Regions from separate parts of the Mus musculus genome. Here regions 1 and 3 are each linked to region 2. The links are chromatin contacts, called in public HiCAR-type maps. All regions are on one chromosome and are shown on one strand. The core of a region is the stretch at or near the end of the contact, and the rest is flanking DNA. Distances in the headings are between cores, read along the strand shown. Region 1 has its middle 76 kb from the start of Gm32357. Region 2 has its middle 65 kb from the start of Gm32624. Region 3 has its middle 97 kb from the start of Gm32357.

Region 1 (2,837 bases), core at 39-2,538, 720 kb before region 2:
ACAATGCTCCAGAGTACCATTTTGGTTTGATGTGTTCCTTTTTCTTATGTTACTATGAATGAATAGAAACTATGAGTATATTTTGTGAGTTTTGATAAGTGCATAAAATATAGAATATTTTCCAAATTTGAATAATATCTTTATGTATATACTTTCAGAAGGCACTTTCTCAGTTTCTATTATAGTTAGTATATGTGCTACCAAAGCAAGATTTGCATGTATCTTTTGTGGCGTGTGAATTTCTATGTGTATTTGAGATTGAACCTACAGACTTGCACATGCTAAAATAAGATTTTTATTCTATTTCCAAATTGCTCAGAAAAGTTTTCAGATTCCTTACATGAAAGCATAAAATAATAATTGCCACAGGTGGAAAACTTTTATGCAGGCTGACGTGTGATGGTATATTTTACATGGAACCAGGGAGAAGGCTTACATTCAGGTCACATACAGAATTTGCATCTAAATAGTCAGAAATATTCCCGATCAGATTGACATCAGAACGATGGAAATCTAAGCGTAATCTGTTATCATAGATTCTTAATTCCAATTTAAGAAAAAAAATTACAAAAGAAGCTCTTTAGCCCTGGTATACTTAAAAAGAAAAAGATAATGGTGAGTAAAATTGAATCTAAATGTGTTAATCATGGTAATTGTTCATTAAAATTATTCTTAAGCATGAAGTGATGCTTTTAAACTATAAAACTTCTGCAGAAGAGAATACTTGGCTTCTATCTCATTCTACAGCATCCTTAGAGAGATTGTGGAAAAGCATCTTGGGTAGGTTCTTCGCTGTTTTGGTAACCTTGGGCCTGACATCTGGGAATCATAATGCATTTTTATTTTCAAACTGCTTCTCATTGAAGTTTTTCCTCTAGCTTCCCAAAAAGATTGGATCTCAGGCTAGGATTCTGAGAAAAGTAAGCCTGGGTTTTGGCTATGATACAAGTCTTGGAAACTGTGGTCGGTCTTAGGTTTCCTTCCCCAGAACAAATATTCTCTCAATTTTAAAGAGTCAAGAATGATGTTCCTGCCACCCTACATTTTGATTTGTTTTAGGGTAAGTTATTGCAGCTTTTCAGGATCATAAATGTATGCAATAAATTATTGAAGATATTTGTGGCCAAATTGCATTAACAATTCATGATAGGTAAATTTTGCAGCCACAAAAAGTTACCACAAACTTAGCAGCTTAAATCATAAAAAAAATGTATTGCCTCACACATCCTGTGGTCCAGTAATGTGGATATGCTGGACGATGTCCTTGAAGTAGGCTTCCCAAGACCACAATCAGCTTGTCAGCAGGGCGGGTCCCTGATGGTAGACTCTTGGGAGGAATCTGTTTCCAAGTTCATTCAAGTTGATGGCCAGATTTAGTTCCTGTGTTTCTAGGCCTAATGCTTATGCCTTTGCTAGCTTCAGCTGCTGGGAAGTTTTTACTTCTCAAGGCTGTCTCACTTTGTTCTAATCCTGTATTGGTGACTCCTTTGTTATACTGTGCTAATCCACTTGTCTCGTTCACTCTTTCTTTCCTTTCCACAAATTACCATGATACCCCATAAACCCAGAACAAAAGTCTGAGTGACTGTCATTTACAATAATGGTTTATGATTTTAGGATATTCTGAATTGTTTTATCTTGCATAAATTTTATATCTATGCAGTACAGTCATATGAGTGAATGCTTATAAGGAGTATTTAACTGATACTTATTTATATAACATATAGTCTCTCTATATTACATATATAGTCTATATAAAGAGAAAATAGAAGTAGATGATAAATAGACTAAAATTACCCTTTTTAGTCTTTGTGCCAATCCCTTGAGTTAATTGCTTGTTCTTGGCCCTCTCTTATGAATGAGTAAAATCAATGATGGTGCACCCTAGCCAGGTTTGGTAGTAGACATCTGCAAGCAAAGGTGGGAAGATTAAAACTCTGAGATCAGCCTGGGCTACATGGCCATGTATTATCTCCAGAATAAATTCAACGTTTGGAAAAGATGAGATGGGAACTTGAACTTTGAGATGTGTGACTGAAAAACCCATGCTTTTAAATACCATGTTTGCAATGTTCCTCTTTCATTAGCAGTTGAGCTTATCAAAGCTACTGACACTTTTGGTCTTGTGATGGTCACTCCTTGTCCTCTGTTTAAAGGACAAGTAGAGGGGGACAAAGTATGCCTGCATGTTGAATGTGCAAGATTTGGACTGGAAGTAGCAGAGGTATAGTAGCATCAATACAATAATAAATGGCCAGCCTTGAAAACACACATGCAAGTACCATGATGTAGACAAAGCAGTTGTATTTATACATCAGGAACATGCATTCAAAGCAATTAGTGAATAAAAGTGGACATGAATATAAAAGATGGTAGCGAGTGATACAAGGAAGGATTGGATGGAGGGAAAGGCTAGGAGTAGTAATGTAATTATGTAAGAACCTCAAAACAATAAAAGAAATAAACATAATTAGATTTTCAAACTTTGAAAATTCTATAGACTGTAGTTATATGGAGAAACAGCCCATTAAGTGGGAGTTAGTGCATAGAGAGTATACGATTTCTTTAGGAAATATAAGTGTTCGCTGTAATGACCCAAATCAGGAAATTAATCTATAACGCAAGAAGTTTCACAAAAGATTTCCATGTAGTTTTTTGAAATGACATATGTCCAGATTGAGAGTTTAACAGTATAGGAAATAGCTATAGTAGAAGCAATTTGTAGAGAATAATGAAAAACAGGAATCGGAACCTGTGATGTATAGAAAATGAATTTCTGGTGCTTATCACTATGTAAGGGCATGATAGAAAGCATGCTAGACTTTTATTTTAATAAT
Region 2 (2,774 bases), core at 105-2,604:
TCTTCCAGGATCCATGACCTGGATAGTTCCCTAGATTTTCGGTACCAGGCACTATATATTCTAAATCTAACTTAACAGAAGTTGGTTACCACCAAGACATGCGTGCCAATGCTGTATCTTTAGGGATAGCTTGACATGGTGGTTCAGTTTATGGTTCATAGGTATCAGAGCTGGATAGGGCTACTAATTCCTTCCCTCCCTTGGTAAGTTGCATAGGACTTTCTTATGCTAAGGAAACTCATCCACAGGAAGAAGGACATCAGGTTACATGCAGTTAGAAGCATCTGGGTCCCATAGCCTAGGGATGCTGCCTTCTGTAACTTCAACCTCTGGGATGCATCCCAGGGCAACACCAACTGCCTCCATTATTTTGGGAGTCACCTGGACTATCCCACAAATATCTTGAAAGGAGGTTTCTTGTGACTGGCTCTGGAGATTTTGTCAGATACTTTGTCAGAAATGCAGTAGTCATGTTAATAGTATCGAAGTCTTTTGGTCAGCTACTGGATATTTGTCTTTTTGTAAGTATTCACAATGGAAGATGAATGACAGTTGTTTACAGCCATTCAACAGCACGAGTTATTTTTTTCCAAGTTTTACTAGTCTCTAGATACCTTTTCTGACAAGCTTTACAATTTCAAACAAGTAAATATTTTATATGTGGCAGGGCTTCATAAAAACTTTTATTACCCTAACACTTTCAGATAAACTTAGGTAAACATTCTTGTGTCGTGCTTACAAAAATAATGAAAACGGACCTCAGCTTACATATTTTTATATACTGTCAATGTTAGTATTCAGCCTTCACAATGATATTTTCCCCTGGCCATAGGTACTATGTTTTATTATAGATATTTATTTTATTTTAGGAAAGCTGATGTTAACATAGTTTAGCCTTCACATAAAAGCTCAAATGAAGTAGTGCTCCAAATGATGTCTGTTAGAAATTTAAATGTTAAAGCAATTTCAAAACTTTTCTTAACAAGCAGATTCACTGCTAAATCACAAGACAGGTTCATTAAAAGACGATTAGTAATTTATAAAATATATAGTAACAATAAAAATAGTCACTAAAACTTCTATATTTTTTAATTGTGGTAAAAACTGGCATAGTAGGGTTTTCTTAATATGCATTCTTTGCTTCCTAACACTTGAAATTGTCGTAAAATTTAGAGAACATGTAGGATTTCCCCAATTCTTATTAGTACATGCTAGCTACTTTTTAGTAACTTTTCTAAATTTTGAGCACCCTGAGTTAAAAGGTTTTGAAAAGTCATTCTGCCACCTTGCGTTCCGTACTGTCAAGGCAGTTTTGTGCTTCTGGGAAACCACGGGAAATTTTCTGCCAACAGGGAAGTCTTAATTCTGAATCAGAATTCTAGAATCATCCTGGACTCCTCTGCCTGTATTATTGTTTCCAAGTTTTCATGAACCTATCACAGATATTTGTAACTCAATATATTCTTATGCCAGAGTACGGATTCAATTCTCATTATTTTTACTAAGATTTTGAAAGACAAATAACAAAACTTTAATTGAAACCATATGTGATTCTGTAAAAAAAAAAATGTTTTCTTACATATTCTTAACTGAATGACTAATTGATACATGAAAGTATACATATTGTATACTTTTTTAATGAAATATAAACAAAGAAAAACAAGCTTATATTTTAAATACTTCTTTTGTGTAAGTGGTGAACAACTTGTGTGTGTGTGTGTGTGTGTGTGTGTGTGTGTGTGTGTGGTGTGGTGTGTTTTGAACTCAGAAAACTAGAAAAAGCAAAACTCCAAAATTCCATAAAAGAAAAGAAAATAATACAAAAACCCAATGATAACAAAGGATTGTTGTAAATCAAGTTGAACATCAATAAATAGCCTCTCAAACCTACTTTATTGTGAGAACACAGTATGTAGTCTCAAGGCTATTGATGCAGGGCATCTTCATAATGGTTGACCTTGCTTTCTTAGGCATTTCTTTCCTTGATACGGAGACTCCTGAACTTTTTGTATTTCATTCTGTTCTTGAAAGTCATTGAAGGACTACATCAGAAATGTATAGATATGACAGTTGGGGTTGTAGGGAAAAGGTGGTTACGGTACTAGTCATAATCTTAAAGGGCCTTTTCCCTCCTCTTTCAGGGGGACTTTTAACTTACCACAAAATAACTGATTTGTGTGACTACAATCCCTCTGAGGAAATGATCAATGTGAACGGTGTGCTACTGCCATCTTGTGTCCGAAAAGAGTCCCTCAGTTTCTGTAGCATGCTAGTTGGAGTGAGGAATTCAGAAATGTTCTGAAACTAGCCTTCAGGCTTTTGCAGTAGAATGTAGGAGGGAGAACTTTAGGCTGTGGGTCTCACGAAGCAGCTGTTAAACCCAGAACGCATGACATTCTTGAAGCTGCCAGGGTGTGCATGACTTAACCTGCTCCCCTCGGACTTTTACTCTGAGATGATACTTTTAAAGTTTCGAGCAAAAATTGGAAGTCAGAGAAAGCAACAGATGAAGGCAAGAGAATAACACTTTATCACTAGAAACTACATGGAATTTTCAAATGTTAGAGCCATAACATTTTTCTCTAAGTCTTAGTGTATTAATCCAATATAGTCAGTCAATGCTTCAAAACTTGGGGTGCTTGAATTTAGAAAAAAAATCTTAAAGCCATCAACACTTTCAAAATCCTTTAATTCATTACATTACATCAAAAGAATTCTCAGCATTATGACTGTTAAATATCAGGCCAAGTTGCTGAGAGGATTTCACTATTGTA
Region 3 (2,700 bases), core at 81-2,580, 740 kb before region 2:
GGCCTCCACCAAGGTTTGCGCTGTTATACTTTTCCTCTCCAGAACTGTGGACAAATATATTTATGCTGTTTTCTGCTATTTATCCTGTGACAAATTGCTGCTACATTTCAGGAAGCTAATAAGTCACCGAGCTTTGGCAATTCCTTGAATTATTTAATCTTATAGATGTTGCTAGTTTATTCATGAAACAACAAATTAATCTCATTCTTAACTTACCCTGCCCTAATTTTGTGAGATAAATGTTGAGGCTTTTGCCATTCTGTTTGTAAATGAACCCATCTTTTAGGGATAAGACAGAAGCTTGGCCTATTTAAATGAATAGTTAGACATGACTGGGAGATGTCAGAAAGTGATGTTCCAGGAAAATATCCAGAAAAAAGAAGACGGCTGAACCTTAGCTCTTCTTCAAAGGGGAAATGGGGAGGAGCTCTGTGAGCAATGAATAACTAATCATTTTGGACATTTTATCCCAACAATTTGAGTTGCAATTCAAGATATGTGTTTTTATGTCAAAAATTATTGTATCTTGTTTTGTCCTGTTTGTTGGTTTGTTGCTGTCCTTTGAAGGCTGCTCTTTTTCTGAAGAGAACCAGAGGACAAGTGGATCTGGGACAGAGGAGAAGTGAGTGGGGGCTGGGAACAGTGGGAGGAGGAGGAACTATGGTCAAGATATATTGTATTCAACTAAAAAAAAGTTTAACGTTTTTCAGATAGAAAACTCTAACTTACATTCAACATATTCCCATACACGATCCCATAGGAAGAATAACAATATCAATCAACTCAGATTTCCCAAAGCATCCAGAGTACCCATGGAGGTACCCATGGCTCCAGCTGCATGTGTAGCAGAATTGACTTGTCTGGCATCGATGGTAGGGGAGCCCCTGGGTCGTGTGTAGGCTTGATTTGTTGAGAGCTTTTGGTGCCACTTCTAGGAATTTGACATTTGTCACTGGGCTCAGACAAGGAAGTAGGCTCATATAAGAATATGAGAAACAATGATTGTGGGGCTTTGTTTGCTACTTTGCTTGTGTGATCCTTTTGCTTACTACTTTACTTAGTTACTATCTTGTGTGATATCCTTGTTTACTACTTTGTTTCATCACTTTGTCTTTGATCTAAGAACTGACCGTGTTCTGGATGGACCTAGAATGATATTAAAAGCAGGCTGGAGGGAAAGAAGGCTGCTTCAGCCTCAGCCCTGGCTGGAGTCAGGCTATCATTTTGTGTAACTGTTTTTTTTTCCTTTTCAATCCTCACTCCCTCGCCTGAGACTCTGCTGACTGACTCAGCTGGCTTGGTCACTGGATGATCCAACAGAGTGGAATGCTAGGGCACTGAGGCAGGGGTGGTGGCTGAGTGCTGAAGCACTCTCATAGAAGCAGAGGGAAGCGGGAGAGGATAGGGAGTTTGTAAAGGGGAAACTAGGAAGGGGGATAAAGTTGGAAATCTAAACAAAGAAAATAAAGAAAAATAAAATAAAATGCTTTGTAGAAGGACATGAACATCAAAGAGAATAAACCAAACAAAATTAAAATCCTGCCAAAATTTGTTTCAAATGACTCAAGGAGCCAGTGTTTGGAAGTTTGATATACAGGTTTCAGTACTGTCTTTGGCTTTTATCTAAAAATGATATGAAGCATCTGAAGGTAAAAATGTAATATGCTGGTTACTTACGAATATATAGTTTTATCTGCTCATTTAAAAATATTACTCAATTATTTTGTCTTTATAAATAGCTATGTTTATTATCTATTATCTAGCCACATGTACTTTTGTACTCGTGGATAGATTATGTCTTTCCTGGTTGATGGCTGTGGTTAATTTTTAAGTATATATTTTTGAAATTTTAATTACAAATTCTCCCTTCTAACTCCTTCCATGCACCCCTTTACTTGCTGTCAAATTCATGGCCTTTTTTTCTTTTCAATTGAATATAGAGGCCAGTTAAGAGCTAAGGAACTCTAGACCAGGATGAATTCAAGCAAAGAGTATTGAGAAAACAATGCAAGATTATGAGTCATAAATATTACTGCACGCGTTGCAACTTTATCTCTTTGAAGCTATCTTACATGTCATGTAACATACCAGGAAAACAATTATCCCTGGATAAAGGGTTAATATTGCCTAGATATCAAGAGGAAAGAATATTAAAGAAGACCATGTACCAACAACCTTCAAAGCAATGCCCATCTGACATATCGCTGCCTTCTTAGGTAAAAACTAGACAACCTCTTTCACCTTTCAGTCATTTTATTGAGAACTTAATATCGTTTGCTGAGACTGTTTGCTTCATTCAAATAGTCGCATCCTGAAGAAACTGCTCATAGACCTCTCAGGGTTGGTTGATGTAATAACAGTCCACACTTCCATAAGATTCTGTACTCATAAGCTCTATTGGGGAGAGTGGCATTATCCCTTTTCTGTAGGACATACAGCTTTGAGCAGGTCTTCTAGAAGAATCGATTACAAAGGAAAGACACTTCAAAGGTCCATGGAGTGTGTGGAGGCTGTAAGTAACCGGATGACTTCTGTGACAGACAACACTGACAAGACTTACTCTGGTCCCACTTCTTCCTGTGAGGCAGGTGTCCATACTCCTTGAGAGAGGACGAGAGTCACAGAGTCTTCTATAAATAAAAAGATCCAGTAAATTGTAGCTTTTTCAGGTTAGCTTTAAGCCAATCATGCTTCTATAGT

Evidence for each region. HiCAR-type assays count read pairs that join an accessible place to other places.
Region 1: a contact with region 2 is called in a HiCAR-type map of fibro-adipogenic progenitors, with 5 times the contacts expected there. The contact joins two enhancer-like sites.
Region 3: a contact with region 2 is called in a HiCAR-type map of fibro-adipogenic progenitors, with 5 times the contacts expected there. The contact joins two enhancer-like sites. A contact is called at or near these places in 1 of 484 Hi-C or Micro-C datasets (uterus) and 1 of 115 datasets of contacts at active chromatin or transcription factors (fibro-adipogenic progenitors).

The regions. Positions count from the first base shown.
Region 1 is chr16:86,158,308-86,161,144 of GRCm38.p6, forward strand. No RefSeq gene overlaps it. Among named protein-coding and RNA genes, the nearest start is that of Gm32357, 76 kb to the right of the region's middle. Within about 2 kb of position 1,289, at least 17 of the 459 cell types and tissues checked have an H3K27ac peak or open chromatin away from gene starts, as enhancers often do. A contact at or near this core is called in fibro-adipogenic progenitors, where this site is marked.
Region 2 is chr16:86,880,482-86,883,255 of GRCm38.p6, forward strand. No RefSeq gene overlaps it. Among named protein-coding and RNA genes, the nearest start is that of Gm32624, 65 kb to the left of the region's middle. Within about 2 kb of position 1,355, at least 24 of the 459 cell types and tissues checked have an H3K27ac peak or open chromatin away from gene starts, as enhancers often do. A contact at or near this core is called in fibro-adipogenic progenitors and uterus, where this site is marked.
Region 3 is chr16:86,137,066-86,139,765 of GRCm38.p6, forward strand. No RefSeq gene overlaps it. Among named protein-coding and RNA genes, the nearest start is that of Gm32357, 97 kb to the right of the region's middle. Within about 2 kb of position 1,331, at least 54 of the 459 cell types and tissues checked have an H3K27ac peak or open chromatin away from gene starts, as enhancers often do. A contact at or near this core is called in fibro-adipogenic progenitors and uterus, where this site is marked.